3 separate regions of the Mus musculus genome follow, and all the other regions are linked to region 2. Evidence: chromatin contacts called from public Hi-C data. All regions are on one chromosome and are shown on one strand. Each heading gives the region's core, a stretch centred on a gene start, on an enhancer-like site or on the middle of the called end of the contact. The rest is flanking DNA. Distances are from core to core; before and after follow the strand shown. Region 1 overlaps Ccdc148 (coiled-coil domain containing 148). Region 2 has its middle 18 kb from the start of Gm46743. Region 3 overlaps Ccdc148 (coiled-coil domain containing 148).

Evidence for each region. Hi-C and Micro-C count contacts between places; a contact is called where the count stands out from the background.
Region 1: a contact with region 2 is called in a Hi-C map of bone marrow-derived macrophages, with 24 read pairs. The contact joins two enhancer-like sites. A contact is called at or near these places in 1 of 15 datasets of contacts at CTCF or cohesin (pro-B cells), 6 of 484 Hi-C or Micro-C datasets (bone marrow-derived macrophages, embryonic stem cells and myeloid progenitors), 2 of 115 datasets of contacts at active chromatin or transcription factors (bone marrow-derived macrophages and microglia) and 1 of 9 other capture datasets (embryonic stem cells).
Region 3: a Hi-C map of bone marrow-derived macrophages shows a contact between it and region 2, with 19 read pairs. The contact joins two enhancer-like sites. A contact is called at or near these places in 8 of 484 Hi-C or Micro-C datasets (the HL-1 cell line, bone marrow-derived macrophages, cerebral cortex and 4 more) and 1 of 115 datasets of contacts at active chromatin or transcription factors (cardiomyocytes).

What each region holds. Positions count from the first base shown.
Region 1 is chr2:59,134,808-59,139,092 of GRCm38.p6, forward strand. The region is part of intron 1 of Ccdc148 (coiled-coil domain containing 148); the gene reads right to left. Among named protein-coding and RNA genes, the nearest start is that of Ccdc148, 24 kb to the right of the region's middle. Within about 2 kb of position 2,709, at least 1 of the 459 cell types and tissues checked has an H3K27ac peak or open chromatin away from gene starts, as enhancers often do. A contact at or near this core is called in bone marrow-derived macrophages, where this site is marked.
Region 2 is chr2:59,436,096-59,440,441 of GRCm38.p6, forward strand. No RefSeq gene overlaps it. Among named protein-coding and RNA genes, the nearest start is that of Gm46743, 18 kb to the left of the region's middle. Within about 2 kb of position 2,081, at least 148 of the 459 cell types and tissues checked have an H3K27ac peak or open chromatin away from gene starts, as enhancers often do. A contact at or near this core is called in bone marrow-derived macrophages, where this site is marked.
Region 3 is chr2:58,976,081-58,980,165 of GRCm38.p6, forward strand. All of the region lies in intron 10 of Ccdc148 (coiled-coil domain containing 148), which reads right to left. Among named protein-coding and RNA genes, the nearest start is that of Ccdc148, 180 kb to the right of the region's middle. Within about 2 kb of position 2,276, at least 6 of the 459 cell types and tissues checked have an H3K27ac peak or open chromatin away from gene starts, as enhancers often do. A contact at or near this core is called in bone marrow-derived macrophages, where this site is marked.

The sequences.
Region 1 (4,285 bases), core at 1,459-3,958, 300 kb before region 2:
AACATGGAAGTGGGCAGAGACATGGCAGCTTCAGTATTTATTGGTCTGTGTTAGGAGGGCGTGCCCTTGCTTTCCAGGGAACAGGGCAATGAATTTGACTACTTGGAAAAAAAAAAAAAGAAAAGAAAGGAAAGGAAAGGAAAGGGAGGGGGGGAGGAAGAAAGAATCAAGGTTGAGATGCATGGCCAAGGGACCTGAGCAGGTTGCCAGTTTTGCTTTCAGTTTAACTGCTTTTATGGTACAGTTGGCAGAAAACAAGCCACACACGGTTGAGGAAGGTGCAGTGGTGAAGCCCAGGGTGAGTTGAGGGCTTGCCTGCCTGTCCAGATTTGTGTGCTAGAGCAGATGCTGGGCAAGGTGACCCTGTCTGGCAGCCTGCATGGCTAGCCTGCCTGGCCAGAGCCCAGTCCTGGAAGCCCAGAAACAATGAAAACCCAGATGCCAGCGTGCCTTTGTCACATTGAGGGAAAAAAATGGCCAATAGGTGCAGAGTGGGATTATTTGGGTGGAAGAGGCACATGGCCAAAGGAAACAAATCTTGGTGGCTTTAACTGTTAGCTGTCTTTCAAGCATCCAACATGAATAACCCAGAATGCTTTGCTTCTGATGCCTCCTTTCCTAAGCTTTTTGCACTCAGTGGTTTGGTCACATTCTTCTAAACCTGTATATTCTGAGCCTCTTTGCCTTTTCTTGGGTGTGGGGTGGGTGCCATTTCTTTAACTTCCTAGGATCCTAGTGGATAGCCCGGCAATTTAGACAATAGAGAACCTGGTTGGGACTCACCCCCTAGGTCTTTGGACCTACACTAACAATCACACGAGTGCGTCCAATTCTGCATATCCTAGAAGAGCAGAAGGCTTATGCTCAGATTCATTTCTCTTGCTAATCCTGCATATACATCCTTCCTGAGCCATCGATCCATTAAACTTGCTAAACGTGCCTTGTGTTTCAGTTGGGCACAACAGCTGCTAGGATCTTCCCTCCTGTCAACCTACGGTCCAGTGTCCAGCAATGCAGTAAACTACCCACGGTATAAGCATGAAGATCTACCCTGAACAGCTAAGAAAAAAAAAGCGGGAGGTGGGGGGGATGTAGGAGGCCAGTGACGTCCTCAGTGGATCTGTGTTGTTGGCAGGAGCACCACCACCATGTCAAGGACCAGTGCCTCAGCCCCACAGGATTGGCAAGCCTTCCTTGGGTTCAATGGGAATGGTGACAGGAAATACAGAAAATATCCACCACTTTCTTCCTCCAGAGCAGTGGTTCTCAACCTCTCTAATGCTGTGACCCTTTAATACAGTCCCTCATGTTGTGGTGATCCCCAACTGTAAAATTATATCCATTGCCATATTGTAACTGTAATTTTGCTACTGTTATAAATCATAATGTAAATATCTGTGTTTTTCGGTGGTCTTAGGTGACTTCTGTGAAAGGGTTGTTCATACACACTCACACACACACACACACACACACAAAGATCATAACCCACAGGCTGAGAACTGCTGCTCCAGATATTCATAGTCAGAAGTCTGTTTCCCTACAGAGACTGCTGCCACTTAGATTCGCTAAACCAGTCTCCTTATTCAGCTGTATGTAATAACTCTACCTCCTTGTTTATCTGTATGTAATAATCTCACCTCCTTGTTTGACTGTAAGCAATAACACTGCCTCCTTGTTCACTGGTATTTAATAAGCACGGTGAACTTCTGGGGTGCCCTCGCTTCTCCATTAGAGAGCCCAGGTCACCCAATTCCAGTGTTCTGTGTATCTGTCATTCCTTCATTTCCTCACCTCCCTGAGTCAGGGTTCCAAGACACAAGCCATATAAGCACCAGGCATTAACTCATAACTGTACTGAAACAAAGCCCTAGAGGAGGTTGAAATTTGGAAGCAGGTGTCAGAAAAGCAGAGGAGATCCCAGTTATTTCATTACCTTGGCTCTGAGTCTCCTTAGAGACATGAGCTGTGGCAGGAGAGGACAGAGGTTTGCTGACCCTTGATGATATTAACATTATATAGGTAGCGTTTCTCAAGAGAGACTATGAAACAAAAAGAAATTGTGCTTATAAGTTACTCGCAGCTAAGCCTTGCAAAAGTCCAAGATATAATTCCTGGGTAAAGGATGGTGAGCTGAAGAGGACGGAAAAAATGGCAAGAGAGAAAGAGTAGAGATTAGATTGGTATGATATTCTAGAAGCCAGTGGAAGAGAAGAGTCTTTTCAAAAAGAAGAAAGTAGGAATGTCTCTGCACACATGTGTACGCACAACTGTAAGCCGCTGGAATGGTTTTCTGACAGATGGTGGCAGTAATGACAGTATTAAGAAATTAAGCCAGATTTCTAACTCTAGACACAACAGAACATCAAGGGGTCAATCTAATCCTTCCATTGCAAAGACCTATAAAGCTCCAAGTATGTGTGGGTGTGTACACATACACACACACACACACACACACACACACACACACACACCATGCTTTCACACACTGGTAACCTGAGAGACCATGTCTGATCATTGAAGAGAAAGAAACAAGCTGGGTGAGACTTGTGATGCCATGAGTTTCTGCAGTGAGATGCTCTAGACCCTGCAACAAAGAGGTGGTTTTCAAGGACAAGCAGACTTGGAGAGGCAGTGATGAACAGTTGGGACAGTTGAGGCCAAAATCAGCTCTGGGACTTGGTGTATGGAAGTTCCTTCTCCTTTGTTCCTTCTTTCCTTCCTTCCTCCTTCCTCTCCCTTCTGTCCTGTCTTCTACTTCCCTTCCCCTGTCCCCTGCTTCCTTTTTTCTTCTCATTATGGAAGCCACATGTGCATGTTCTTTGATCATGTTCACTGCATATATATATATATATATACATATATGTATACGTATATGTATACGTATATGTATATGTATATGTATATGTATATGTATATATATATATATGGTTTTTCACAAACCTTTTCTGAATACTGGGAGTTGTGTGTACAAAAAAAAATACTCTTGTTTGTGGTGGAGAAGCTCGGCAATTATTTGAGTTTTCACAGGGATGGGAAATATTTGATTTCTTACTAGTCTGCACAGTGACTTTTTCACCTGTCATGTTTTCACTACATCCAATTGGCAGAAATCCCAGAAGCCTATACCCTACCCAGAAAGCTAGAGTTCAGCAAAATAAAAACTCAGGCAGTCATCCTATCAAATCTTAAAGGAAAACCACAATTTTATCTGTAAGTTTTAACTTCTGATTAAAACCAGGCCCAAAATTAATTAGAAAGAGTACAGAGAGGCCTGGAGAGATGGCTGAGCAGTTAAGAAGGCTAACTAGTCTTCCAGAGGATCAGGATTCATTTCCCAGTTCCTACAAGACAGTTCACAATCATCTAAATCCAGTTCTGAGGGATCCAACACCTTCTTTTGACCTCCGCAGGCACCAGGCATACACAAGCTATATAGGCATACATGGGGTGGGGGGTGGGGGGGGAGAGGATAAAAATCCAGACATTCAAAACCTATAACATTCAGGAAATCTTTTATGAATTAAAAAAACACTTAAGGTTTCAAAAATACGTATAATGAGGAAAGAAAGATAAAAAAATCATTAAAGATTAAAAAAAACTGATAGTTTGTGAAGAGGAAATTTCATTAGATGAGATTAATGGTAGATTAAATACTACAAAAAAAAAAAGCAGCGAAGGCTAAAAGATGTAAACCACACCAGAAGAATTGTTCCACGGGAGCTGGAGAGATGCTCAGTGGTTTAGAGTGTGCTGCTCTTGCAGAGGATCCGACTTCTCTTCCCAGTACCTCGTCAGGCAGCTTCACAACCACCTGTCTTAGTGGAAACTTCTGATTGTGTCATGGGATGCAGACTCATGTGATGTTTTGCTTGAAGCAAGACCCATGAGATTCAGAAATGTAATGTTTGCAGAACACGTAAGTAAGACCCAACAGGCAGGGATGACCTACTTGCATAGTTAGCTGTGCGAAGCTTTGTTGGTCACACGTCTTTGCTGAGCTTCACTTTGTTGTGAGAAGAACAGCAGAGAACTTCTCCTGGCTTTCTGGCTGGTTCTGGTTGCTCCCACTGACTCACGCTGATTTGGTGGAGGCCTAGCTGTTTCTGCTGGATCATGCAGAAACTACTGATTCCTGTTTGGTGACACTCTTTGACCTGGACTGTTGGTATCCTGAAGCTACTGAACTGGACTGCTGGTATCTTGACAACAGGGATTGGGATTGGAATCACCCCCAAAGAACTACTTCTAACAGGTCCATCCACATTCCCTTGTCCTATTTACCATC
Region 2 (4,346 bases), core at 831-3,330:
TTTAGTTCACCGCCTGAAGGAAGTCAGGGCAGGAACCTGGAGGCAGGAGCTGATGCAGGGGCCATGAAGGAATGCTGCTTACTGGCTTGCTCCCGATGGCTTGCTCAGCCTGCTTTTTTTTTTTTTTTTATAACACCTAGGACCACCAGCCCAGGGAATAACACCACCGAGCTGGACCCTTCCACATCAATACTAATTAACAAAATGCCCTAAAGGCTTGCCTACAGCCTAAACGTATAGAGGCATTTTCTCAAAGGAGGCTCCCTCCTCTCAGATGACTCCAGCTTCTGTCACGTTGACATAAAAGCTACAATGTTGACTTTATTTGCCATATCTTAAAGAAACCAGACCTGCTGCTGGCCCAATAGGACTCCAGTGCAGTTGCTGAAACCATCATAGCTGGAGCCTACTGACCGTGCAAAGCACTCTGTTCCAGGCTTGTTGCCCATTGTCCACTTTTAGCTACCCAGGAATGTTATACCAGGCTTTGTACTGCTGTGCTGTTTCTACCCAGTGATCTGTCAGATCTCATCTAAACAGCACCTCTCCCGTGAGTCTGCCCTAACCTCCGATTAGGAGCTACTGTGTTTCAGCTCTGCCTGCAGGATGTAATGTTGCTATATGGTTCATGCGCATTTGCCTGTCTAGAACCTCCCATTCTCCAGCACTCCGGACCTGTATACTACCGTGTGTCCACAGCAACTACAGTGCCTGGAAAACACTCATATTGCCTGCTCAAAAGCCATCCCTTATTTAGTTAACCTAACTGAGCCCCGGTTTCTCTCTGGTATCAAGAACTCCAAAAGATTACAGGGCAGATGTCTTACAGTGAATCATCAATTGTATCAAATCCCTAGAATATATAGCACCTACTCTATGCCTCCCGCTCCTCTGAGGTCAGAGCCGTGCCTGAGGCTTTCCAGGAAACTTCTTACCCCAGGGATATTTACTTTCCAAGGCACTGATATTGGCCATGTTGAAGATCTACTGCCGCGACTCTAGGACATAAAAAGTCTAGAGTTGCTGGAAACTTGGGAGTACGCACGTGGCCCAAGTGGCCATAGTACCAGGGGTGTAGGAATAAACGTCAACCTGATGAGGATGAGAGAGCCAAGGTATGGAGAGCGCTTAAGTCCCTGGTGACCTCACCAAGACCGCACCACTCATTCCTAGCACCGCCCCCCCCCCCCCCCGACTCCTGGAGAGAGGTGACATTCACGATCCTACCTGTGTCATGGTGGTGTTGTTACCTCATAGTGATAATATCTCTCTCAGAGTCAATATCCTTTTCAATATTGTTTGGTTACATCATGTTTTCTGTCTCTTGAAGGTACACATATCTAACCAATATTGAAGTTACACATATCTAACCAATACAGGCATTAGGAAATATGTCTTTTGAATGAGCAAATGAAGAAAGGGAAACGGCCCCCTTTAATGTGTGTCATCGTGTGAAATCTTTCCAATAGCCTCGGACCTGGAAGCTGCACCATTAGAGCCGAGAAAACTGGACCCCAGAGAAGACCCTGCCTCCTATCCAAGGCCGCAGGATTAGGAAGGCCAGAGCTGAGTCACATTTAACTGCCGCGCTATCTATCAATTTACTATCTTTAGCATCTCAGTTCAGACTTTTTATCCATAGCAGAAGGTTCTCCTTTGAAGTTTCTTTTTCTACTTCCTACTGACTTCATTTTTTCTTTCTTTCCAGTGTTGGGGATGGAACTGAGAGCCTCCCAGAGTGTAGGCAACACCCCCCTGCTGAGATGTACCCTTGACCTCCCGTTGACCTTTCGACCTGCTACCTTAAAAGTCAGCCTCCTAATTTTGACCTTGGGCTGATGGGCCTATATCCATTTGTTTCTAGTCTACTTAATTCTTCAGCGTCATAGCTACCCGTGTCTTCTGACTAGGAAATAGCACCCACGCTTCCCCATGTCTGAGATCAGAGTCCCCACAGTGCTCCAAGGAACTTCAACGAAGATATATTCCCATGCCACTCCATCTCTCTACCTCCCTCATGGCTCATCAACTTTGCCTTGGCACACATCCAGGTTGACCACGTGAGCGTACTATGTTGGCAGGAAGCCTGGGTATAGTGGGAGAGGCCTCAGGAAGCATTGCCATCTTACTGTGAGACCCGAGTAGATACACGCAGGGTACACGTATATGCTTTTTAGCAAACCTAGAAAGAACACCACTCTGGCACAGCTTTCTTCCCCTGGGTAGGAACACAGAGAAACCACGGTTTTCTCTCTACTGGCCAGAATGTCTGCTGCTCACAGCCAGGACTTCATAGATGAACGCTGTAGAAAACGTCTTAGCTGCACCCAAAGAACTTCAAGTGTTTTGCTCTCGCTTCTGAAGGAAAACAAACAAATAAACAAAAAAAAAAAAAAAAAAAAAAAAACCGGCCCTGGTAGTCAGCAAAGCTCCAGAAAACTGGCTGTGGAAGGTATCTTGTAAACTGGAAATCATCTGCCCTCTAGTGGTCATCTGCAGGAAGTTCCAACCCGAAAACAGCCAGGACGGAGAAGGCAGAAAGAGTGTGTGACAAAAAGAGAACCCGTAATAAGTCGTCATGGTGGGAAGCCACCATTCGTTAAAAACCAAATATAGGTCACGAGAGTAAAAATAGACATCCGAGCTTTTCACAAACCCTAGCAGGTTAGATCAAAGTCGCCCTGAACTTAGCACTTGGGTGGCATTCCAAACCCAGAGAGTACTGAGCAGGAGAAAACCTACGCCCTGGGACTCCTCCCAGGAAGGGAAGGCTGTTGTGGGTGGGGAAAGATTTGATATGAAACTACATCAGAGGAAGTGTTTGTTTTTATTGCTTCCTGAGAACTGGGAAAGGATGAAAGAAAGTACAAGAAAGGCAGATAGAGGAGGGCTGCAGGTTCTCCAAACGTGAGCTGCCCGCCCTGATTAGTCTGCAGTGCCCAGGACTGTTGGGTGGGGTTGCTTGGTGAGACTATTCAGGACGGTGGAAGAAGCTGTTTCCCCATTGATGCAGGACTGAAAATAGTCTAAAGCACACGAGGAGAGACGCCTGGCCTGAAAAATACTTCCTGGAGCAGCCTAGGGGTCAAGGAGGGGCCTAGGAACCCATAGAAGTGATGGGCAGCGCCCCTGGCCATTAACTGAGTCAGACCTATTTAAAACAAACTTATGCCAAAGTTATAGACACCCTCAAGGTGGAAATCAATTCGTGGGGCCTGTGGGTGCAGCTTAGGGAGAAGGGTTGCTTGTACAGGAAATAAAAGACCTGAGAGGAGCGCATGTTTAGACCATGGTGTTTAGAAACAACAACCAGACTTTGTAGTAACCCCTGCCCGAATGCCAGCTCACATAATAACAAAACATAAGAAACCTTGGTGATGGCCCATGCCAACTCGGACGTGAGGAACTTAGGGTCCAAGGACAGATCTGTGATCTTAAAAGAATGTAATGAGCTGTTGGCATTCCTGGGGTGCAGACTCGATAAGAAACTAGATCAGAAAAAGGGTTTGTTTGTATTTCTTCTGCCCACAGAGGCAAAGGAGGAAAAGAAAAGCCAGAGCCCAGATGAACAACTGGAAGCTGGTATGTTCCTGGTCAATGAGGTGAGCAGCTGACCTGGGCTTCACGCCCTGGTCCCTCATCACAGACTACATCCTTCTCTTCTCTTCTCTCTCTCTCTCTCTCTCTCTCTCTCTCTCTCTCTCTCTCTCTCTCTCTTATGGTGAAATAGCCTGAGTTGACAGAAGCTGCTGTCAAATGCTCCTCTCTGACCTAATCTACAGCCTTTCAACTAATGCCAGAACCAGAGCCCTAAAGCTGCCAACACATCTGAAAAAATACTTAACTCTTTGTCTGAGGATCGGACCCAGTTGTCCAAATAAAGTCCAAATAACGAGCACAGTGAAGCTATTCCGTGTATTTTTCATGTGTGCCTGGGAACAAACGTTATAGTCCCTGCCGATGAGATTTCTTTTCTTCAATGGTATTGCAGGGCTGCAGCTTCAGAGCATGCGCAGTCTGATGGGCGAGCATGCTGAGAGCCAGGTGAGGTTTTCTTTGTCTTCACTGCGCTGGGTACGGAACCTTCCTGGCATCTGTTGTGAATGGGGCACCAGCAGTTAGGAATCAGGATCTGTGTGCTTATTCCGTTTTACAGCAAGTGGCAACAGAGGAGAAGAGACACAGCCCTGCAGGGTACAAGTAGCCACTCTCTAGCCTACAGCACAGCACACCAAAGGCACAGTTTCCGCAGAAGTCCTATGTTTTTCATATGATGAGCCATTCAGTTAATACCAAATGCCGTTTCTATCAGTCTTACTTCTTTTTCTCCAAGCAGAGCAGAGAGA
Region 3 (4,085 bases), core at 1,026-3,525, 460 kb before region 2:
CAGCATGCCCACAGGGCACAGGAACAGATCCTCTGGAGCTGGAAAGAGAAAGGAAATAGCCTCTTCTGGGTGTGGCACAAAAATATCTCCTACACAAGAACCATTAAAGGCATCATTCAGTTTGTCATGGGAAAATATCCTCAGAACCACCAAGGAGGCTTGTGGATGAATGAGGAAGACAGAGTGCCTTTTCCCTACAGGTACTTGTGCCCAGTGTCTACTGACAACCTAGGGCAGAAGAAGGAGCAGAGTGAGAAGTAAAAGATTCTCCCAGAGGAGATGATAAACAAAGTAATAGCGGTCACAAAAGGACTAATACAACTGATCAGAGTCATCTGCAACATGGACAAAAAGGAACGAACTGCTGAGGCAGAACACCAGTCAAAGTTTTGCTCATCCAATAAAACAACTAAAGGGGATAAAAAGAACATAAATTGGAAAGAAAGAAGTCAAAGTATTGCTATTTGCAGATGATATGATAGCATACATACTTGACCCCAAAAATTCTATCAGGGAACTGCTACCACTGATAGACCTTCAATGAAGTGGCTGGATACAAGATTATCTCAAAACAAACAAACAAACAAACAAACAAACAGTAGCCCTTCTAGATACAGATGACAAACAGGCTGAGAAAAAAATCAGGGAAACAACACCCTTCACAATAGCCACAGATAATATAAAATATCCTGGGGTAACTCTAACCAAGCAAATGAAAGACCTGTATGATAGAAACTTACAGTCTTTGAAGAAGATATCACAAGATAGAAAGAGCTCCCATGCTCATGGATCAGTAGGATAAACAGTAAAAATGGCCATTTAACCAAAAGCAATCTACAGATTCAATACAATCCCCATCAAAATTCCAACACAATTCTTTACAGACCTTGAAAGAAGAATATTCAATTTCATATGGAAAAACAAAAACCCAGGGTAGCTAAAAACACTCCTGAACAGTAAAAGGAATTTCAGAGCTAGCACCATCCCTGATCAAGCTGGACTACAAAGCTGTAGTAATAAAAAACACAGAGTATTGTCAAAAAACAGACACATTGATCAATGGAATTGAATCAAAGACCCAGATGTAAATCTGAGGACACCTGATTTTTGATAAAGAAGCCAGAAATATACAATGGAAAAATGGAAGCATCCTCAAGAAATGGTGCAGGTCTAAGTGGATTTACATGTAGAAGAATGCAAATAGATCCATATCTATCACCCTGCACAAAACTCACATCCAAGTGCATCAAAGATCTCAGCATAAAACCAGATACACTGAGCCTGAGCATGTTGAAACACATTGGCATAGGAGACTACTTCCTGAATAGAACACCAATAGTACAGGCACTAAGATCAACATTTAATGAGGCCAGGCAGTGGTGGCGCACGCCTTTAATCTCAGCATTTGGGAGGCAGAGGCAGGTGGATTTCTGAGTTCGAGGCCAGCCTGTTCTACAGAGTGAATTCTAGGACAGCCATGACTTCACAGAGAAACCCTGTCTCGAAAAACCAGAAAAAAAAAAAGAAAGAAAGAAAGAAAGAAAGAAAAAGGAAAGAAAAGAAAAGAAAAGAAAAAAGCAATTAATGAATGGGACATCATGAAACTGAAAAGCTTTTCTAAGTCAAAGGACACAGTCAATAGGACAAAAGAGCAGCCTATGGACTGGGAAAAGACTAAAATTTTCACCAACCCTATATCTCACAGAGGGCTAATATCCAAAATATATAAATAACTCAAAAAACTAGATACCAACAAACTAAATGATTTAATTTTAAAATGGGGTAGAGACCTAAACAGAATTCTCAACAGAGGAATCACAAATGGCTGAGAAACCCTTGAAGCGGTGTTAGGGGAGTTGGTGGGGAGGGGCTGTCCTGACTCTTACTTATGGGACCCTTCTCCTCCCATTGAGTTACCTTGTCCAGCCTTGATGCAATGGGTGGCACCTGTGGGTTTTTGTTGTTGTTGTTGTTGTTTGGGGTTGGGGGTTGTTTGTTTGTGTTTATTTGTTTGTTGTTTTGTAGCTTGTTATGCCACGTTTGTTCAATGTTCCTGGGAGGCCTGCTCTTCTCTGGGGGGAGGAGGAATGGGTGGATCTTGGGGAGAGGTGGAGAGAGTGGGAGTGGGTGAGGGAGGCTGGGGGAATGGGGAAGTAGAAACAGAGAAGAATAATTTTTAAAAAAATGTTTTTCTTATGCAAGAACACCGCTAAAAGAGACGAGCCACGGGTTGAGAGAAGATAAAAAGAGAACTTGTAGAGAGAACATGTAAAAAACATACAGTGAGGAAGAGGAAGTCAGGAAACCCATGAGAGAATCGGGCAAGACTTGAGTAGAAGGTTCACTAGCTAGATAATGAATAAAGATTCCCCGCCATTATTTTAAATGCATGTGAAAATCACAACTAGTCCCCGCTCCTTAGTCACCGAGCTAAGGCTAGAGAGGCTGCGGTACTGAGAACATGATGTGAAGGATGTGGGCTGAAAATCTGGATAGCCACTTGGGGAAACCATCTGAGCATTATTTACTCAAGCTACGCCACTCAAACCTTCTGATCCGCCCACTCTGCTCCTAAGGACCCAATAGGAATCAGCACATCCATTCAGGAAGGCGTATCCCATTATGTTCCGAATAGCAAAATTCAGGAAACCGTATAAATTGTGTTGTTATCAAATGAAATGCTATACAACATCAAAAATTTGTTTCCACACGAAATAAGGTTCAAGCAGAGATGATGAACCTAAGAAGGCTAAAGGCTGTGTACTCAATGATTTGATGTAGATACAGTTTGTGGTAGACAGAAGACACCCACAGTGGTGGTGTCTGGAGGGTGCCTAGGGTGAGGAGGGCAGTCGTTACTAAAAAGGCCGTGAGCCAGCCTCTGAGCCACAGAAATTTGTTTTATATGTCGTGTCTCTTAGCTCAGTGCTTACATAGGGTCTAATAAGTGAATTTCATTCTACAGCTCACTTAAGTGCCTGGCAGCACACAGTGCAACATACTGCACCCTGCACAGTTCAGAGGCTAATGGCAATGCTCACAAAGTGAACAGAGGAAGTGTAGGAGTGCACAGACTGTCCTCGCCCCTGTCCCCGCCCCTCCGCTCCCCCTCCTCGATCCTCGACCCCGGCCCAGTCCCCGTCCTCGCCCCCCCCCCCACTCCCCCCGACACCCGCCCCTGCCACTGTGTTCCCTATCAGCCACCAAGGATGAGAAACAAGTACAGGCTCAACAGCCTGGGGTAGATCTGGGGTAGATCAGTCTAGAGACAACTTGTACTTTTTTACGTTCCAAACTTAAGCAGTGTGAAAAGATCTTCCTACTTTTAAAAAAAAAAAAAAAAAAAAAAAAAAAAAAAGCCGATCAAACATGTTTCCTCCATGTTTTCAAACAAGCATTTGTTTTTAGATATATTACTCACTATACTATGTCTGCCAGGCTTTTTTTTTCCCCTACTAAGAGAATGAACTGTCTTATTTGTTGTGCCCTCGTGATCCTCCTAAATGACTTAGCAGGAAACCAAGATGACTATATCACGTTGTACCTTAGCACAAGTCATTTACAGTTACTGGAGCACAGCCGCAACCCACACCTTCAGTTCTAGCATGGGGACAGCGCCTCTGTGTTTGCCTGTGTGCCCCAGATACCCACACTCCAGCCTTTCAACCATACTGCTCAACTCTTCAAGAATACTGAAGCCCCTCAGTGGGCCAGAGGAAGGGCAAAGCCCTACCTACACCCCACACCTTGCTGAGGGCCACACATGACCACCAAGCTTGTTCATGCGTGCTCCAAGTGAGTCTTTCCTCCTTGGCCTTTTCAGCTCCTCCATTGTGAATGGAGTCTGGCTCAGCATCAGACAGTTCCATCTTGCCAGACCTGGTGCACATGTGGCACTTATGGCAGGTCTTAGATGTCACCATCAAAATTTCAATACTAACATCCTGTTACAGTAACCTTAGATTGAGCTTTATACAATTATGGGCCTTTTTTTTTTTTTTTTCACCTAAATGAATCACAACATCTACGGTTCAAACCAACAGTTTTCATCAAGATGGGCTTTTCAGAGAAACTGATCTTCAGAT